Linked DNA regions of Lactuca sativa: region 2 is linked to region 1. Evidence: chromatin contacts called from public Hi-C data. All regions are on one chromosome and are shown on one strand. Each heading gives the region's core, a stretch centred on a gene start, on an enhancer-like site or on the middle of the called end of the contact. The rest is flanking DNA. Distances are from core to core; before and after follow the strand shown. Region 1 holds the start of LOC111877739. Region 2 holds the start of LOC111877750 (galactoside 2-alpha-L-fucosyltransferase).

Evidence for each region. A called contact is a pair of places that touch in the nucleus more often than the background predicts.
Region 2: a contact with region 1 is called in a Hi-C map of leaf, with 7 times the contacts expected there. The contact joins the promoter of LOC111877750 here to the promoter of LOC111877739 in region 1. A contact is called at or near these places in 2 of 4 Hi-C or Micro-C datasets (both in leaf).

What each region holds. Positions count from the first base shown.
Region 1 is chr4:201,792,927-201,797,357 of Lsat_Salinas_v11, reverse strand. It overlaps LOC111877739, which reads right to left and starts at 2,555. Exons shown (of 4, transcript XM_023874248.1): 1 at 2,349-2,555; 2 at 1,653-2,306; 3 at 1,471-1,570; 4 at 782-1,239. The coding sequence starts at 2,555. The coding sequence ends at 782.
Region 2 is chr4:202,004,963-202,009,393 of Lsat_Salinas_v11, reverse strand. It overlaps LOC111877750 (galactoside 2-alpha-L-fucosyltransferase), which reads left to right and starts at 2,542. Exons shown (of 2, transcript XM_023874255.3): 1 at 2,542-3,069; 2 at 3,193-4,431. The coding sequence starts at 2,820.

The sequences.
Region 1 (4,431 bases), core at 1,306-3,805:
TATAATTATTATCTAATTAATTACAATTATTATTTAATTTGGTTGGACCCACCCCACCAACTTTCTTTTAAGGGAAAATGACTTATTAAGATAATTAACTTTTCGGTATGTTTACATATAAGTAACTATCTTTTTTTTTGTACACATTTAGGTAATAAACTTGTTAGAAATGTTTACATATGACCATTATGACTTGTTATAGCAGATTAAATCCTAGATATGAACATTTTCAAAAAGTTCGTTATCTAAATGTGTACAAAACCCAAATATCAACAAAACGAAAACTAAAAATAAATTACACAAATGGTCTTTATGGTTTGGGAGAATTTATGTTTTTGGTACCTAACTTATTTTTTTTAACTCGGATGGTCCCACTGTTTATTTTTGTTATGCGTTTTGTCTCTGTCTTACCTAAAAAGACTATTATACCCTATTAATTTATTTTTTAATTAATTTTCTTATTTATGTACTTATTTTTTATATATTTAAAAAAAGTTATTAGACCCACATATCTATATCTCTTCATCATAAACCTCAAACCACACTTGAGAAATTTAATTCGGATGGTCCCACACTTGACACTAAAAAACTTTCTGGTGAGTTTTTCAGGTTCACCTCCACCATGTTTATGCATCTGACTATCATATTTTTCATCTACACTTCTCTTTCTCTTGGTCTTTGGTCTTCCAGGTTGAATGTGATGTGGTGGTGGTGTTAATTGAAATGGACAAGTACCTTTTGGCCACATGGCTTTACCCTTTATAAGGTCCACAGTGTAAGATTAAGCCTCATTCCAAGTTTGAAGCCAATACAGTTTGTTGACATAAGTGTAAAGCTCCCCAACTTTGTCTCCACTATCAGCCATTTCATGTATTGTAGCTATGGCATGTCTGCATGGAATCCCATTCAACTCCCACCTTTTGCATGTACATGACATATTTGTCATGTCAACCACATGCTGGTCATGCCAAGGACCATAAACTTCATACTTTGCAGTCCCATTCCATCTAGGCCTATATTGGACTGAAGCTTCCCCATTTCTCTCAAGTAACTTTGATGATGTTGGAGTGAGTGGACCTGGAGCTTTAGACATCACTTTCTTCACATTGCAGATCCTCTTCATAAGGTACTGCCTGATGTACTCAAGACAACTTATGATGGGCTTATTCTTACCGTGAATAAGCTTAATGTTGAAAACCTCACACAAATTGTTGAGCAATATATCTGATCCTGCTCTGCCTGTATTAAATAAGAACATTATATCAAATAAGTCAAATGCAATGAGCACTAGTAAAGCTTCACCTAAGGTAGGGAATATAACCTGAAAAGTGGCTTCTGGCCTAATGGTGAGGGGGGATTTTCTTCAACCACTCAAAAGCATCCTTATCAAACTTGCCAAGTTCATTCATGTAGTGTTCAAATTCTGGTACTGTGGTTGATGTTTCACACTGCCATAAGTGATCTTTATACTCTTTTGTTTTCCATTTTTCCTCATTTTTTCATAAATATGCCTTAGACAGAAACGATGCTTAGCTTGTGGGTATAGTTGTGCAATAGCAGGTAAGAGTCCCTGTAAAAGATTATCCCACATAATCATTCCAACATTCATATACAAATGAACTATTAGTTATACAAAACGAAGTAAATAGTACCTTTTGTCTATCACTCATGAAAGTAAAGTTAGAATTTGAGTACAACTCTAAGTCATATCTTAAGCATTCTAGAAACCATTTCCAGCTACTCATATTTTCAGTCTCAACAATGGCATATGCAAGTGGGTATATGCCATTGTTTGAATCCAATCCAACTGCAGTGAGTACTTGGCCTGGAAATGGTCCTTTCATAAAAACAACATCTAGTCCGAGAATATCTCTTAAGCCTGCTTTAAACCCTTTATCTAATGCCCCTAAGCAAATATACACCCTTTTAAACTGCCTTGTTTCTCTAGCATTGTTAGGCTCATTAACAACCTCAAGTTTCACAGTTGTATCCACATTAGTTTCTTGTAGTTCCATAAGATAATCTTTTAACACCATGTATTGCTTTGTGTAGTCACCAGTCACTTGCTTTGTAGTTGTTGCTTTTGCCCTCTGTACTTTGTGTATGGACACACCAACTTGAAGCCTTTTCTGAACTTGGTCTGGAATGCTTCGAAGGGGTACAGTAGGGTTAGACTCGACCATGTCTAAGATTTCTGTGGATATATACTTCGTAGTGCAAGCCCTAAGTTTTCTAGTTTGAACACAAGTATGTTTGTACAGTAAAGTTTTCACATACCAATAATCACTATCTTTTGACCTTAAAGTCTGCATTGATCAAGATCAATTCACTTTATTATCCTTACCTACCTCACTTGCATTTACATTAGGTACATTACCTTTACACACAACCTTAAGCCTTGTTTTGTCATTTTTCTTGAACCCAAGATTCCTTCTAGTCTCAGTGGCAAGTTTGTTGACTTTGTCCTTAATTTCCTTTTTACCTTTATACTTTTGACCCACTTGAAAGGTAACTGTATGGACTTCACCAAGAGAGCACTTCTTCTCCTTCACCATCTATTTTAATATTGTTGTCTTCCTTTCATCATCAGTATAAGGGTTGGCTACAAAGACATTTCATTTTATCATACAAACATGCTAATTAAATTTTGATATTTTTATTGGTTGAAATTACATTGTTTTGCAAAAAAAACTACTTATAAGTAGTTAATTATAGGTTGACTTCTTATAAAAGGGTCATTAGCATGTCTAAGGGTGTCTTATTAGCATCACCCAATTGATTCTTCTATTTACTTATTTACCCCTCAAAGTATATCAAGCTTTTAATTTAAACATTTATATTTTATAGTTTCTATGATTAAACTTTATCATTACTATATTAATTTTATTTATTAAAAGCTCAACAATTAACAATTTTGTATTATCCAAAGGATGTTTATTTAATTAAAAATAAAATATTTTGTAGTATCTAACAAATTTTTAATTAATATATCATTTAATATTTTTATTTTTAAATTTAGAGTTATTTGTCAAAATGTAAAATAAACAAAAAGAACACATATCCATCCAAGTTATATTATTATAATATAATGAATATTTTCTTCAGAACCATGTCAAATCTAAAAGTATGACGACGTACCAACTCACATATCCATCTCTCTTTTGGAGACTAAGTTGACTGTCGGAACGTAGTTCCGGGACACCCTCGTAGAGCACGACTGACGATTAATTTTTAATACATCTTTGAACTTAATTGTTGTTTTTTGTTTTTGTTTTATTAGTTTTTTAACTTTTAAACTAAATATTTGATTTTTAATTTTTATAAAAACTTGGAATCTTTGAAACAAACTGTAAGTACCTAAACAACAACAATTTTAATTTATTTTTCACAAACTCACTAAAATAGTAAAATGAAAAAGTCATTCATCTGTTTTTTTTTCTTAATTTGGATGAAAAAAATATTTTTTATATTTTATGATTTTATAAAAACTAATATTTATTAAAGTTCAAATATAAAAACTTCAAAAAGTTATTTTAAAAAATTCTTTATATAAAGTCACTAATATAATGAATACAAGTATCCTTCTCGTTTTTGTGATTTTTGAATTTTTTTTGATTTTATAAAAATAAAAAAAAAATCACAAATTTGTGTGTTTATGCTCATTTTATAAATGATTAAATGTTAAAAAAATTGATTTTTTTAGATTTTTTTTTCTTACAAGAAAAAATTATGACCGAAATATGAATGTTTTAATTTCTTTAATCATAATATACTGAAAAAAGCATATATATATATATATATATATATATATATATATATATATATATATATATATATATATATATATATATATATATATATATATATATATATATATATATAGAGAGAGAGAGAGAGAGAGAGAAAATGACAAAAATAGCCAATTACACTAATTGCATTACAAAAATAGCCAAAAAAAATCGAGATTACATATTTAGCCACCCATTTCGCAGATGAGAAGGTCCCATCTGCGAAATGGGCTTCTCATCTGCGAAAGTACAAGTGCCTGAAGCACAGTTGTGCTTCAGGCACTTGTACTTTCGCAGATGATAATTTTTTTTTTTTTAAATTTTTTCGGTATAAATAGGGGTAATTTCGCAGATGGAGAAGGTCCCATCTGCGAAATCCTCTGATCCTATCTGCGAAATGATGCAATTTTTTTTTTTTTTTTTTTTTTTAAGTTTGACTATGGAATGAATTGGTTTGACTACGAAATGGGCTTTCCTATATAAAAACTTTTGTAGAAAAAATATCATTTTGGTTACAAGACAAACCAAGTATTCAATCATTTTTTGAGCAAATTGTAGAGATAGAGAGTATTTCACAAACAAATAACAACCAAAATGATATTTTTTCTACAAAAGTTTTTATATAGCAAAGCTCATTTCGTAG
Region 2 (4,431 bases), core at 1,293-3,792, 210 kb before region 1:
TTACAATTATAACAAATTCCTAATTGATTTTAATGATTTTGGACCATTTTACCCCTCCTGAATCATTTTTATTTTGGACCATTTTACCCTCCCCCATTTGTATTGAAATGTTTTCGTGTTGTTGTATCTTGTATGATCCACACTTTTAATCATATTTTGAACCCATGAAAATGCTTAATATATTAAGCATTTAGTCATGAAAGTTGTCTGATCCACACTTTCAATCATATTTTGTCAACCTATCCACCGGACGGGTATGACACTAGTTATAAGTAAAGTAAACTAATTATAAAATAGACTAAACTAGTTAAACTAATCTAAGAAAGTGATAATAAGATAAATGAAAACTTACATCCTATCGTATGCGTATGAGAGTGTAATTGGAATAAAAAGGGATAATGTCATAAAAAGCCTTAAGTTTGATAAAAAAAATGTCGGTTTTACCATTCGGCAGATTCTTTATTCGTTTATACCGCAAACTTGTCATTTTTTTGTCAATTTTGCCCTTTTTACCTGTAATAGCAGGTTTTCAGGTTACCAGTGAATTACTTTTGCGAAAAAACCCTTAATTTTACAAATATTTTGCAAAAAAACCCTTAAGATTATAAATATATAAAATATACATATATATTTAAAATTTGATAAAACTAAATAGTTTTTTAAAATTTAAATATCAAAAGTTTATATCAAACTAATATAAGTTTAAAAGGTTTGTTTTTCAATTTTGCTTTAAAAAGTTTAAGTATTAAGTAAGGAATATATTCAAATTTTGATAAAACTAGGTAAGTTTTTTAAAATTTAAATATAAAAAGTTTATATCGAACCAATATAAAATTTACCATACGTAAAACTAAAAATATGTTTCAGTTTTGGGTTTATAATATAAATACAGTAAAACTTATATTAGTTTGATATAAACTTTTGACATTTAAATTTTAAAAAGCTATTTAGTTTTATCAAATTTTGAATATATATTTATATTTTATATGTCTATAATCTCAAGGGTTTTTTGCAAAATATTTGTAAAATTAAGGGTTTTTTCTCAAAAAATAATTCATTTGTAATCTGGAAACCTGCTATTACAGGTAAAAAGGGCAAAATCGACAAAAAATCTGTCAAAAGGTAAAACCGACATTTTCTGCCAAATTTAAGACTTTTTATGACATTATCCAAAATAAAAATAATAAAACTGCATCAATCGTATTTACCGAATAATTTATTTTATTGTTGTATTTACATATAATTATCGACAGAAAAGAAATTACGCGTGTTGAATTAATTTATTCGGATCGGTTAGTTTATCTACTAACTTACTCAAATAATAATAATGATATATCAAATACACTTGTTTTGAAGCCGCATAGAAAGTAGCATCACCTCCATGTATTTTTCAATCTTTGGGATTTTATTTTTTCCATTTTTTTACATGAAATTTTTTAATAAAAATTAGTATCACAATACAACGAGTGATAAGATAAACGACAACAAACTCTACAAACTCTATCGTTAAACTTTTTTTATGATAAAATTATTTTTTTGAAAATTACATCTATAGATTTAGGAGTCGGTTGTATTTTATTAAAAATTTTCACTTTGTCCAATGCGAATTTTAAGACTTTGAAATTATAAGATTGAAGATTTGAAAATACCATGGAATTAGACCTGGCAATGGGGCGGGTTTGGAGCGAATCGACCTTGATCCAAACTCTTTTAACAAATTTCAAAATCCGATCCAAACCCGCTCCGTAATCCGCAGGGTTTTGAATAATCAAACTCATACCCTTATCCACCGAATCAGCAGATATCCAAACCCGCCCCGTAACCCGTAAGTTTTTTGAATAATCAAACACATTTTACTTAAATCATAAAATCAAATTTATTATATAAAACTAAGTTTTGATTTAGAAAACACATTATGTATTCGAAGACTTTCTATTGGAATTAAAATCCTTATTTTAGTTACTTCCAATCGGTTTTTGATCGTCGATTGCATTGATAGAGAATAGCAATTACAAAATTTCTTTCAGTTGATAAATGACCTTATTGATTTATAAATGAAATTGGTGATTACATGATGAAATATAAATGAATTGAAATCATGACTCTTGGAAGAAGACTGGAAGTCTAGAAGTTGAGTCCTCGAGTCCTATGTAAAAACAATTTAGTCTTTGAGCTTTTCTCTTTGGACTACTGATTGGAATTTAATGTAAACTTTAGGTAATATAAAATATAAATTTATATTTCTAAAATTTATATGGGGCGTGTTATAAACGGAGCGGATCGATGATGATCCATACCCGACCCTTTTAATAAAATGGTTAGCGGGTACGGGTCGTTAATGGGTAAACAGATCAAAAACTATGCTCCAAACCCATATAATTGTTAAGGGTTTGGATCGAATCAGGGTCAAAACCCACTCCATTGCCATGCCTACATGGAATATTGAAAAAATGTGGGCTTGTAATTTTTGTTTCTTGAAATTCCATCTCTTCTTTTGGGCTCAAGCCTAACTCCCAAGATATTTCGACCCAAATTCCATGAATCAAATTCGATTATCGAAGGTGTCACCGACAATCTATGTCCTCTGATGCCGATGCATCCAACACTCACCGTCAAACCCAAATATTGTCGATTCGTAGTACCATAAAACAACTACAATCGGAATCAACTCCTCCGATTCATCAACAAACACACACACTTACACCTTTTCCACACACTTCATCGATTCAAACTATTTGCTCTACAAAACGAAGCCACTGATTATAAGTCTGCAGTTTTGACTTCATTGCTCACCGTTCTTCTCGCACCTGTAGCCAGATATGAGAAGATTGAACAAAAATTACGGCGATCCACCCAAGTTTTCCGATCTCGGAGGCGGCGATATATCCCGGGATCAACAGACGAGATTTGGGTTAAATCCTTTGAAATTAATGGGGTGTTTTGTTGTTTGCTTGATGGGTCTTTCAGTTTTGTTCTCAATTTCCATCATTTTGAAGGATTCTTCACCAAATAGCATCTGGGCTGTTGCTGATGCTCGAGTTCTTGATAATGATATGGCATCTCCCAGAGGTATTAATCAAAATTCATTTCTATCTACTTCCTTCTGCATTATTACATTATCTTTGAATTCAATGATCAAATCCAACTATATCACACAGTTTTCTTATTTTCGATATCTTTTGTGTGTAATAGATTTTGGTCAAGAAGATGATCCAATGGAGTCGTTTGTGAAGCACAAAAAGAAGCTACATTCTGCAGGATTTGAGCACGAAGACAAGCTACTTGGTGGGCTTCTTTCCAGTCGATTCGATCAAGATTCTTGCCTCAGTAGATACGAATCAGCATCATATCGTAAAGAATCACCTTATAAACCTTCTTCTTTTCTAATCTCGAAGCTACGAAGATATGAAGCTCTTCATAAACGTTGTGGACCTTATACAGAATCATACAACAAAACTGTAGGAAAACTAAGATCAAATGGTATGATCGAAGAAGAAGCTTCAGATTGCAAGTATCTGATCTGGGTTTCGTTCAGTGGACTCGGGAACAGAATCTTGACATTGGGTTCGGCTTTTCTTTACGCCCTTTTAACAGATCGAGTCTTACTTATTGATCGAGGAGTTGACATGGATGATCTCTTCTGCGAACCTTTCCCTGAAGTCTCATGGCTACTCCCTCTCGATTTCCCAATCTATGATCAATTCAAAAGCTTGAATCAGAAATCTCCTGAGTGTTTCGGTAGTATAGTTTCAAACAATTCATCGTCGTCATCATCTTCATCATCTGGGTATGTGTATCTTCATCTGGTTCATGATTACGATGCTAACGACAAGCTTTTCTTCTGCGATCAAGATCAAAGCTTTCTTCAAAACGTTCCATGGGTAATCATGAAATCCGACAACTATTTCATCCCATCTCTATTCTTAATGCCATCATTCGAACAAGAACTACTCACCCTCTTCCCAGATCAACAAACGGTTTTCCATTTTTTAGGTAGATATCTGTTCTTCCCAAGAAATCCAATCTGGGGTCTCATAACACGATACTACAACTCATATCTATCACAAGCAGATGAAAAAATCGGCATCCAAGTGAGAGTTTTTGACACGAGACCTGGCCCATTTCAATACGTACTCGATCAAATCCTCTCATGTTCTTTACACAACAACTTTCTTCCAGAAATCAATCAAAACGAATCTTCCGTGACACCAAAAAACCAAATCTCAAAAGCTGTAATTTTAACATCTCTAAGCTCGGGATACTTTGAGAAGATAAGAGACATGTATTGGGAGAATCCGACTGTAACAGGAGAAGTGATTCAAGTTTTTCAACCGAGTCATGAAGGGTATCAACAAACGGGGAAGAAGATGCATAACAGGAAAGCATGGGCAGAAATGTACTTACTGAGTTTAACAGATAAGTTGATTACGA